3 separate regions of the Mus musculus genome follow, and all the other regions are linked to region 3. A link is a contact called in public HiChIP or PLAC-seq and promoter capture Hi-C data. All regions are on one chromosome and are shown on one strand. The core of a region is the stretch at or near the end of the contact, and the rest is flanking DNA. Distances in the headings are between cores, read along the strand shown.

Region 1 (3,756 bases), core at 233-2,732, 310 kb after region 3:
AGGATGCCCAGGGGAATGTGAGTGGGCCACTGTGCTGGTGGCAGGCCTGAATGAACCCTCACTGCAGGGCCAGCTACTGCTGTGCTCCCCTGCTGCCACACACGCCTGGGATGGCCTTCAGGCCAAGTTGGTTAAAATCACATCACCCTAGGCCATTGTGGACACTGCAGCTCTTGGTGTTCCACAGAAGCCCTGGACTGGAACCTGCACGGGCCTTTTAATACACGGCTGGGAAAAAGAGAAAAGAATGTTCCCAGTGCTTTTCCCATTCCCTCTCTTACCAAGAAGACCTCAGATGAAGGGGGAGGGGAGTGTCATACCAGAGGCAAGTCTGCAGTGAGAATCTCTGAGTCTATTTTCGGCTAGGACCATCTGGACACAAATCAAGAATCTAATTTCCCCCACTACTTTCTTTTCCCCCTTGTACTTTAGCTGACTCTGGGAGCATGGAGCCTGAAACCAAGTCTGGACCACAGAATTCCATTAAAATATAAAGAATAAATAGAAATAAATATCACTGAGTTCCATGGATTATTACCCTCATCAAGTGGAGGCCAGTCCTACGGCAGTCAGAGGCCTGCAGCCCTCCCTCCTTCTAGCATCTTCTGGAACCTTCCAGAAAAAGTATAGAGAAAGGCAAGTTAAGACTCTCAGCTCTTTCTGGGGATGTTTTGTTCCTCCACCAGTGGGTGGTATGTGCTGCTAGCTGCAGGACCAAGGAGCTGAAGTAACATCCATGCAATAGCTATTATACCACCCCACTGAGGACCCAAATACATCAAGAGAATGCGCTGCACCTGTCAATCCTGGAAACTCCTTCAGTACTGCAGCATCACACACATGACAAAGACCCTTGAAGAAGCCTGAAATCTTACCCAGTGGTGGCTTGAACCTCTTCCACGTGGCCATCAGCCTGAACCACAAATACAGGGGGTGAGAACAGGACAAGAGAATCATTCTAGACAATGGTGGAGTTCCTTTTAAAGTTCGTAATGATAGAGTGCTTCAGCTCCACAGTGAAGTACAGGGTGTTCTAGGCTCAATCTTCCATGAAAAAAGAAAAAAAAAAAAAAGAACGTACTTACTCTGGAATCTGGACATTGGCAACTTAGATTTATGTTGTATCAGCTCAGCTAGCAGAACCAGACCAAGATGAAAGTGAAGGCTCTGTGGCTTGTGGTTGTAAGAGAATGTTGTTCAGAAGAGCTAAGGCTGGGGTAATCTCCAATGTTGTCCTCAATGTTGGATGCATGGGTCTTCCTTGTGCACCTGAAATATTGCATTTGGGCTTACTGTATGCCAGCTTTCCTGTGGCTGTCTTGGGCACAATGCCTTCTTCAGTCTGAGTGAAGGGCTTTAGGGAGCTCTTTGTCTGACTGAGTCTCTTAGAAGGCAAGGAGCCAGCTGGAACCCTGGTGGCCTCCAGCTGCCAGCAGGACAGATGTGTCAAGTCAGGTTTACGAGAGAAGTTTTCCCAGACCGTTATGTCCAAACTTCTGTCCATCCTGCTGTAACCTCTCCAGATAGATGGATGAAAAACAGATCAGTCCAGCCTTGGACCAGAGTTGCATAGATAAGAATACGAAGAAGAAACAAATAGTTTATCATTTGATATTTTTTCCCACTCCAGCAGAATTATCAGGGGTTGAAGAATTACCAGTGGTTGAAGAGAGCTGGAAGAATGTAGTCTCTGAAGGACAGTCGAGGTGATAACTAGCAAGTGACTATGGGGGTAATTGCTCGGGGAAACGTTACCAGGATCCTTCATGACTGACTGGACCTGGGACCTTCTCAATATAGAAATGACCATAAAAAGAAAGCAGATAGATTCCCAGGCAGAAAAGTGACCTCTCCTCTGAATTCCACGCTTGGAAAAATACTTATTTAAAGGAGGGGGGAAAGTCTACATAGGAAACTCTGGCTTCTTCAGACAGACTTGGCCTATGAACATGGCAGAAACAGAGCCCAAGACTATGTCTGCAGAGATGCCTCTGCCAGGTGGGAGTCCATTGGCACTTCTGAGCTTCCTGGACCTAAGAGTGACATCTACCCCATGTGTGCAAAGAAATTTATTTTGTATGCATGATGTGAGAAGAATTATATTAACAAGATTTCAAACAATGCTTTAAAGATATTTTGAGTCATGTCTGCTCATCCGTCTAGGCTAGAAGATAGAACTGAGATGCGTCCACTGAGACCAGCTCTGTAGGCTACGTGCCAACTTGGGTTTCTTCTCTTCCCTTCAAAAGAACGAAGAAATCACACTTAAAATTTTACTTTTGAGACAGGATCTTACTAGATAATCCAGACTTCAGCTTCAGACTCACTTTAGAGCCCAAGTTGGCCATGAAATCATGATCCTCCTGCCTCAGACTTTCAATAACTGGGACTGCGGATTCACCCCACCGTATTCGGCTGGTTTTCTCTCTGAAGGGCAGGCCAGGGTGGGAAATGGCTTGCCCGCAGTTCAGTCAGGAGGAAAAGGTGTTGCTGCAAAAACAAAAACAATTACAAAACAAACAAAAAACAAAAACAAAACAAAATAAACAAATATCTTGCTGGCTAATTTTTTACCTTCTTTTTAAAATTAGGTATTTATTTAATTTACATTTCCAATGCTATCCCAAAAGTCCCCCATATGCTCTTCCACCCACTCTCCCACCCACCCACTCCCACTTCTAAGCCCTGACATTCTCCTCTACTGAGGAAGATAAAGTTTGCACGACCAATGGACCCCTCTTTCCACTGATGGCCTACTAGGCCATCTTCTGATGCATATGCAGCTAGAGACACGAGCTCTGGGGGGGTACTGGGTAATTCATATTGTTGTTCCACCTATAGGGTTGCAGATCCCTATAGCTCCTTGGTTACTTTCTCTAGCTCCTCCATTGGAGGCCCTGTGATCCATCCAATAGCTGACTGAGCATCCACTTCTGTGTTTGCTAGGCCCTGGTATAGTCTCACAAGAGACAGCTATATTTGGATCCTTTCAGCAAAATCTTGCTAGTGTGTGCAATGGTGTAGCATTTGGAAGCTGATTATGGGATGGATCCCCGGATATGGCAGTCTCTAGATGGTCCATCCTTTCGTCTCAGCTCCAAACTGTGTCTCTGTAACTCCTTCCATAGGTGTTTTGTTCCCAATTCTAAGAAGGGGCAAAGTGTCCACACTTTGGTCTTCGTTCTTCTTGAGTTTCATGTGTTCAGCAAATTGTATCTTATATCTTGGATATTCTAAGTGTCTGGGCTAATATCCACTTATCAGTGAGTACATATTGTGTGAGTTCTTTTGTGATTGGGTTACCTCACTCAGGATGATGCCCTCCAGGTCCATCCATTTGCCTAGGAATTTCATAAATTCATTCTTTTTAATAGCTGAGTAGTACTCTGTTGTGTAAATGTACCACATTTTTTGTATCCACTCCTATGTTGAGGGGCATCTGGGTTCTTGCAGGGATGGTTCAATATATGGAAATCCATCAACGTAATTCAGTATTACATCATTAGATGCGGAGAAAGCATTTGACAAAATCCAACACCCATTCATGATAAAAGTCTTGGAAAAATCAGGAATTCAAGGCCCATACCTAAACATGATAAAAGCAATCTACAGCAAACCAGTAGCCAACATCAAACTAAATGGTGAAAAGCTTGAAGCAATCCCACTAAAATCAGGGACTAGACAAGGCTGCCCACTTTCTCCCTACCTATTCAACATTGTACTTGAAGTCCTAGCCAGAGCAATTTGACAACAAAA
Region 2 (3,950 bases), core at 388-2,887, 390 kb after region 3:
ACCATGTACCAGTGGGCATTTGGGAGGTGAGAGCATAAGAGAGAGGTAGTGGACAGAGTTGTGTAACTCTGTCAGGTGAGAAAATGGATAAAACCCAATGGGAGACAGAAGCCTGGGGCCTAAAGCCATTATCTATTGCCAATAGCCAGTCTTCTTCCACAGGCTATTGATGATAGACTGAACTCTCATGTATATCCCTTCAGCTCTGCTGGCACACCTTAGAATGTATTATATTGTATTATTCCCCAAATAACTTCCTAGACAGTCAGATAACACCCATAGCTGGTTGTAGTAGGCTGCCACTCTGATTACCTGAGTTCCTGAACATAATGCATACAGGTCTACAGGCTCCAAAGATGGTGAGGTAATAAAATGTCACCTGAAATAAAGAGGACTCAAATGGGGTCTTAGAATCCTATGGTTCAGAAAGCTCATTATCATGTTTACTTAATGACCTTGGACTGACAGCATCAATGAGAAAAAAAAGTAGCCTATTGGAAGAAAGAAACCTGGGAGGAAGCCAAGAACTCAAAGAAGTAAGATGACAGTCAATTCCCAGCACTGGATGTGGGAGCTGAGAGAACTTCTCGATCCCTCCTCTACACTTCCCTCTATCTCTGTGCTTCCACTCTTGAGCAACATGCAGGTCAACCCAGGATGACAGACTAGATTCCAACACTCTTGCCTGGCATTACAGCATCCACAGACAGCAGAATTCTTTCTGGAGATAAGACCAGTGCACAAGAGAGCCCTTTTCACTCAGGCCATGGGGCAATATCCAGCAAAAGGAAGATGCCCAAGGCTTTAAGACATATTTCTTTCAGTTGGAAGATACATTTCTGCAGCGAGAATTTTGGTTTCTTAAAAAACAAACAAACAAACAAACACCCGCAGAATATACGTATGTTTTTGTTTTAATCCCAGGTATGGTGATATGGGCTGCTTCACAGCAGGTGACTGTGATTTGCCTTGTGCTCTAGCAAGGGCGTGGTTTTGCCAGCTGCAGATGATTTCTGTGAGTGTGTGACATTTGAAATTCAGGGGACTTTTCAGAGGATATACAAATGCTAGAGCCACCCCCTTCCCCATAGAAGGGGCTGCTGCTGGTTGGCCGGTTGGTAGGTGGTTGCTGTTAGGTGCAGTTTGTTGAGGTTTGTCAAGTCATGTATGAAGGGACGAAAAGAAGAAATTAGATACCCGGACAGCAAAAATCAAACTTGCCCCAAGGAACTCAACACCCCTAGGTATCAAGGAGTCAAGGAGTAATCTAACCATGTCATCACCCCCTTTTCCCTCTGACTTTTTTTCTCTCCTACCTAATGTTAAGGGATTGAAAGTGTGGAAGGAGAGGGGTGGAGACAGGTGGGAAAGAAAAAGAATCCACAAAATGGTAAAAAGCCCAATTACACACTTCTTCATGTCTGTCATTTTTAGCAACATCTTGAAAGGTGGGTTTTCACATCAACACAAAGAAATCTGTCTGGTAAGGCTCAGCACAGATCTGGTATTTGTCCCCACAGTAGGCTTCAGCAGTGCATCAGAATGGCATGGAGGAAGTGCCCTAGCCCAGTCCTGAGGCCCCAGTCCAGCCTGTGGATAAACAGTGCAGGCTGGAATGCTGCTGCTAACCCCACGTGCCTGGACTGATGGCCATGTGGAAACCCCTGACAGCACTTTCCTGTGAGAGACCTGGGCTCTGGGGAGGCGCAGCTTCCTGCTGTGTCACCGTGATGTGACCACGAGAGTGGGAACGGGGCCCAGGAAAACTTCCTTCTGGACTGGGTCGACCCTTGTGCAGAATACTGGCTCAGTGCTGAGCATTTTTTCCCTGAGATAGCAAGGCCTCTGTCATCCTGTCCAGAGAAGCCTGGCTGGCCACTGCCCTGCCAGTATCTATCTTACTGTACCCCTGAGACTCAGGGTTAAGCATCAGCCAATCATAGGCCCTCTCTGTGCCCCTGGTCAAAGGGACCAGATTTAGAAATCTGGTGACTCAGGTACATGGGAATTTGAAGGTCACTCATGCTATCAGGAAATCAAATTTAAAAAAATCTCAATTTTATTACAAAAAAAAGTTAATAAATTGCCTGTCAAACAGTAAAATTGTCTTGATTTCTTTTCTTACTACTTTACTGCAGTTTCCAAATTTTTGTATTATTTATATACTGGAAGAGTAATCTTTATTAAAGAAAAATGTATAATAGTAATTAATTAATTTAATTTAATGTTGCTATCCAAGGGACTCCAAAAAGGACTGCTAGTGAAGCCCTACAGCTTAGCATGTGAAGGACTTGGTCCTGGATCTTTCATTTATCCTGGCTACAACCTCCTAAAATTATCTATCATTCACCGAGAGGTTGGGAATTATTCTGTTATGAAATCCCTGCATCTTACTAAGTGAACCATTTTTCTTATACTCACGCATGATACAAGATAAAATGCTTGTTATTGTGGCATGATAACATGCTGCCATCGAGCCATTTACTGACCACTAATGGATCTTAGCCAAGTGCTTGGTTTTGGTGCTGAACATACATCTAAAATCTATTTAATTTAATTAATAAGGGAACCTATATGTGGCTATAGTATTAGTTCAGGGTCATATTTATGGCCTTTGATCCTATCTTGATCATTTTTTCAACTCGATGATGTAGGTGACTACTTAACTTTGGCTTTTATTGCCTGTAAACTAGGGGTAATACCTAGTTTACCTACTCGATAAAGCTTGGATGAGACACTTCAATGAGACACTCCTAGCAATGTGCTTAGCATGAAGCCTGGCTAAGAGGACAGGATCTGGCTATGCTTTATATTAGGGAGTGGAACATCTGCAATAGCGCCCCTGTCTTTACAGATGAAATTTTAACCACATATAGGTCTCTATCTACATGAACAGTACGTGTATTCCATGCTTCCTGACCAAACTACCCTTGAGGTCTCACTTTTTGCTTAATCCTTATGATTAGGATTCTAAGGGGAGAATGCTGGAGGACACTGTTAGCCAGTCAGATGGCAGAAACCTGACAGTGTACTCATGGCTGTGTATACCACCTATGAGACCCACATCTGTGTCACCTCACATACTCTATGGGGTATCTTTGGCACATACTCCATAGAGTGCACAGAAGAGCTGAAGTGATCAGAAAGTATGGTAGCCTAAGGAAAATATCCTTTCAAGAGAACTCAAGTCCCAGCTAAATTACTAGTGAGGAAATTTCCAGTCGATTCCTTTCATTGTTGTCTTCCGGAGTGGCTTTATAACAGTTAAAATCCCCAAAGTCAGAGCTTCCAAATCCGAAGGCTTGGGAGTGGGGATAAGGAGGAAGGGAGAGAAAGGACCGTGTTTGGAGTGTTTCCCACATGAAGTTATTTTGGGATCTGGGTTGCTAGGTGTCCACATAAAATATCTTCACCAGGAAAGGGAGTTGAACACATTTTTGCTCAAGACTTTTTTCAGCTGTTTGTCAAAGCTAGTGGTGGATAGAAAGAAACCAGAGGCAAAGACTGCTCCTTGCATTTGACACCCGGGAGGCCCTTCCCTCAAAACCAACATTTGGGTGACTACCATCTATAGACTTGAGCTTTGTGAGTCATGAGCCCACTCATGCTTGAAGAAGTCCCTCCAGGCCATTTAGATGTCTGAGTTGTTCTTTATACAAACAGTAAGGAGAAGCTTTCTCAGTTAGCCAGATCAGTGAGCAACATGAAACTTCACCCCTGAGCCCCCCTCACTCTGCATCATCCAAACCAGGCCTTCCTTTCCATTGACCCACTCACTCTCTATCAAATGCGGTAGATTTGGAAAGTTCCCATGTTATAGTCAAAGGAAAATCTCACTGTAATCCATAAAACTGTGTCCCTGGACCTCTAGGCCATTGGATCAATGAACAATCCTTTTAGTTCCAACTAACAAAAGCAATAGAGCAGTTTACTTACCACAGGGGGCAGAG
Region 3 (3,866 bases), core at 538-3,037:
CTTTTGTTGTTGCATTTTCAAACAGAAGCTGGGGGTTAAAATAAGGCACCAGAGGGATGTTTGGCTAAGTCATTGATCTTAACCAGAAATGCTTTCCTTGTAGATAACAGTTCTTTCCTGGCTGTGAGGATCTTTAAGCTGCCCCATCCACAGTGAAATATTATTTCTTAAGGAACAATCAATTCTGAAGCACTCTTCCCCAAATGTCTTTCCTCTGATGACCTCATTGTTTTCACATTTTCCATACGAGGCAGGAACAAAGATAATATTATTCTCATGCAGGAGATGGAGAAAACAGACACCAGAGAGGATCCAGTGCCAAGGCTTTATGTCCTAGAGGAGCTGGGTCTCCTGGCTCCTTCCAGGGAAGTCTGCCAATCCACCCCGTGCCCACCCTGTAAACCCTACTTACTGATCCGAGCACACACTGTGACTCACGCATGGCTCCACAGCACCCGAAGAAACCCACAGTCATCATCAGGGCCCCAGCACCAACCAGCACATACAGCCCTGTGGATGAGAGGCCAGGGAGAGCATTCAGAGCCTGACTGAAGACAGGGCAACCAAGCCCCGTGCAGCAGCCCACACCAGCTAGGCTCTGGCTTTCATCTCTGTAGAACACTCTGCTGCCACCCATACTGGTGACACTTATTGTCTACACTTCATACATACCCGCTCACCCAGCAAAGTAATCCTATCTACTTTCATAACAGTAGACATATCAGGAAACTGAACCTGAAGGAAGCCAGGCAACCTGTCTGAGAACACAGTCAGTGAGGGGAAGAGGCCGCCTCTACCTGCTGCTCAGAGCTGTTGCAATGAATGGCTGCCACCTGCCTCCTCAAGTCCAAACACTTCATCCTGGGCTGTGCACCTTTGTGCAGAGGAAGCACTACCATCCCCACATAGCCAATGATACTGCATCCAGGATAATCAGAAGCTGGCCTCACAGCTGGGACACAAGCCCAAGCCTTTTCTTGAGCCCCAGAACCCGTTGTCCTCTGGACCTAAGGGTTATCCCCACCACTGAAGGACTTGAACCCAAGGGTGTGGGAGGCAAGAGTGGCTGCTGGGTAACAGGGGAGGGAGTGGAGGGGAGGGGACAGAGCCAGGATGTGGGTAAGGACAGGAGCATAGGACACACTATCATCAGTTTGGTGTGAATTTTTTCCTCCTTTTGAGGGCAGTGCCACAGATATTGGACACACAGGAGGGCATGTTACAAAACAAAAATCAAAATCAACAACCCACGGGGGAGAACAATAAGGTAATAGACACCCACAATATCATCAGCAGTAACATGTTTGAACCAGGAGTTAGCTATCCTTGTGAGAATTTTAATACAATTGCTACGTGTGGGACAGGCTGGTCCTGTCAGGCGCTGTTACAGTCACCAAGGGCAGGTTTATTGGAGCAGCTCTCAAGATAGCTGTGAAGTACTGAACCACACTGTTACCTTCTTTTGTAGACAGAGGCACTGGGCCCCAGAGAATCAAGTTATTGTCCCAAGGCCACAAGTTGCTGCTCCCCCCAAGAAGCTGTTCTGCCCCCTAAGCAACAGCAAGAGCCTTACTTTAGGTTTTGGAGCTCTCACTTCCTAAGTCAAGCCCCAGGAGGATTTTCCTCACAGAGGAATGATGGCAATCTGGGAGGCCTGGGCCAGGCCTCCTGATTTCCTTCTCCCATCCTGAGATAAGAGGTTAGCACAATGCTAGGGTTGGGCCTGGCACTTGACTCACTGGGAGTAAGGCTAATGGTCTCTGTTTTTTTTTTTTTTTTCCTTTTGCATTTTAGTCAGATGAGTCACCCAGAAACCATTTTTATTCACCCGGAAGTGGTGGTGGTGGGGCACTTGGGTCCCACCCCTGTGGGGAACCCCTGACTCTGGCATTCAGGCACTTCCTGGGGGCTCCTCTGGGTTGCTCACAGCTGGTTTGTGGGCAGGTCTATCTGTGAACAGACCTAGATGGGGCTGCAAGCTATCAACACTGCTTCCTGCACCATTCAGTCCAGTCAGCCCAGACCAAAAGGGCCTCAAGCTACCTGTGGGTTCCTAAGTGGGGAAGGGTTGGCTGTGCAGTCTGGAGGGACCCCACATTTCCTGCCATTTCAGCTCCATCAATCCCTTTCTCTAAGAGGATCATTTCATGGGGAATGGATGTGGTTACAAGAGAACTGATACCATTTAACTACAACAGTGTTGTTGGCTCCACTGCCTGAACACCATCTTGTCCAATGTTGTCAGTTTTCAAAGCTCTTTCGTTTCTATCATCTCCTTGGTTCCTCAAAGCAGCCTGGTTGGGTAAAGAGGACATCCCTGCGATTTTACACGAGGTCAGAGGCAAGAGTCCTGATTCCCACCCTATACTCCTTACAGAGGTAGTTGAATAAGGGGTGGTAGTAGCAATAGAGGCAGCAGCAATAACAACATCCTATCAGCACTTTTCCATAACGTCTCAAGGGAGAGCCATGTTAACACACTGACTTCTTGATTACAATGTCATTGCCTCCGGTCACTACTACTACAACTGCTGTTGGATCCAGTGTGAAGAAAGAGTTGGGGTCACAGCCTATGGACCAGCTCCCTAAATTCTCATCTATTATATACTACACTCCAGGCAGCTGGTGACCATGCCTTGTTCTAGTGTGAATTGGACCTTTGTAGGTTCCTATAGTTTTCTGAAGACTGCAGGTCTACAAATCTTCAGGTGAGAACCTCCAGTCAGTATATATTTCTCCAGTGGTCAGTGAAATAAATTCAAAGTCCCAGAGTGACTGCCTCATCCCTCCACAGGCTTAGACACACAGCCTGAGGTCCCATTGCAATGAACATGTATTAGGCTGTGCTCCCCAATGTCAGCCAAGTGGGATGTGGCCTCATATCCCAAGAAGGTCTGAGATAGGAAAGGGATGTTGTGAAAAGACAGGCTCGCAGGGTATAGGGGCCCGAGAACTTAGGTCAGAGGGTCTCTCCAGTGGGTACAGTTCACTAGGTCTCTCTGGCAACAATCAGGAGATGTGCTCACTCAAACACTACGCAACACCCCAGTATGGACAAAACAACCTAAGCATCTCAGCAGCTCCTGCTCCTGAGGCCTCTCCGTAGCAAGCCTCTGTTTGCATGAAAGGATGCGCCCGTCCTCTGGGTTCAAAATGAGACTCTCTGTGGAGCTGGAGAGAATCACAGGAAACTTCGACATGTAACGAATTCCCTGGGCTTGCCAAATCTGGCTGTCTGAATCTGTACAGTGTAAGCCCCAAGGCTTCCAAGGATACCTTATTTAAAGTCTGGTTTTAAAAAGAGCTGCTGATGGATCAATTAGCTTATAACTACATTTTAATTCCAAAATGGCTTCCATAGAGTCCTCTCTCCCAAAGAGCACACAAGACAAACATGTGACCTACTTAATAAGTCTCTTATGTTTTCTAAGTCCCTATTTTTCTTGATTTGAAAACGGAGAGTCCTTTGAAATTGGGTTTTATTGTTAATGACTGGGCTTGGTGAAGCCAGTGAGATGCTACCAGCAGCAGCTTACCCAGGGATGCCTACTTCCCTAATGAGTCCATCTCTCCTCCTCCTCAGAGTTCAGACCCTTCTAGAGGCATTGCTTCAGCTAACAAATGATCAGGAGGGCCTGTTCAAGGCTCATCAGCACAAACTCTTCTAAAATCCTTCTTGGGAGTGGATATATTGGCATGTTCGCCACTGCCAGTGATCTTGACAGCAGATGGTCTTATGTAACCTGCTAATGATTGGTTTTTCATCTAATTTTTTTTTGATATGTGTGTGTGTGTGTGTGTGTGTGTGTGTGCAGAAGTTTTCCTTCCAGTTTCCCTTGGACGCACATAATTACAGCCATCATCAC

Evidence for each region. HiChIP or PLAC-seq counts read pairs in DNA pulled down with a chosen protein or histone mark. Capture Hi-C pulls out chosen DNA fragments and counts their contacts.
Region 1: a contact with region 3 is called in a promoter capture Hi-C map of adipose tissue. The contact joins two enhancer-like sites.
Region 2: a contact with region 3 is called in a FOXA1 HiChIP or PLAC-seq map of pancreatic cancer cells. The contact joins two enhancer-like sites. A contact is called at or near these places in 1 of 15 datasets of contacts at CTCF or cohesin (the NIH/3T3 cell line) and 1 of 115 datasets of contacts at active chromatin or transcription factors (pancreatic cancer cells).

What each region holds. Positions count from the first base shown.
Region 1 is chr3:102,443,432-102,447,187 of GRCm38.p6, reverse strand. No RefSeq gene overlaps it. Among named protein-coding and RNA genes, the nearest start is that of Ngf, 25 kb to the left of the region's middle. Within about 2 kb of position 1,482, at least 8 of the 459 cell types and tissues checked have an H3K27ac peak or open chromatin away from gene starts, as enhancers often do. A contact at or near this core is called in adipose tissue, where this site is marked.
Region 2 is chr3:102,364,153-102,368,102 of GRCm38.p6, reverse strand. No RefSeq gene overlaps it. Among named protein-coding and RNA genes, the nearest start is that of Gm40110, 6.6 kb to the left of the region's middle. Within about 2 kb of position 1,637, at least 54 of the 459 cell types and tissues checked have an H3K27ac peak or open chromatin away from gene starts, as enhancers often do. A contact at or near this core is called in the NIH/3T3 cell line and pancreatic cancer cells, where this site is marked.
Region 3 is chr3:102,753,937-102,757,802 of GRCm38.p6, reverse strand. It overlaps Tspan2 (tetraspanin 2), which reads right to left. Exons shown (of 8, transcript NM_027533.3): 3 at 413-510. Among named protein-coding and RNA genes, the nearest start is that of Tspan2os, 20 kb to the right of the region's middle. Within about 2 kb of position 1,787, at least 125 of the 459 cell types and tissues checked have an H3K27ac peak or open chromatin away from gene starts, as enhancers often do. A contact at or near this core is called in the NIH/3T3 cell line, adipose tissue and pancreatic cancer cells, where this site is marked.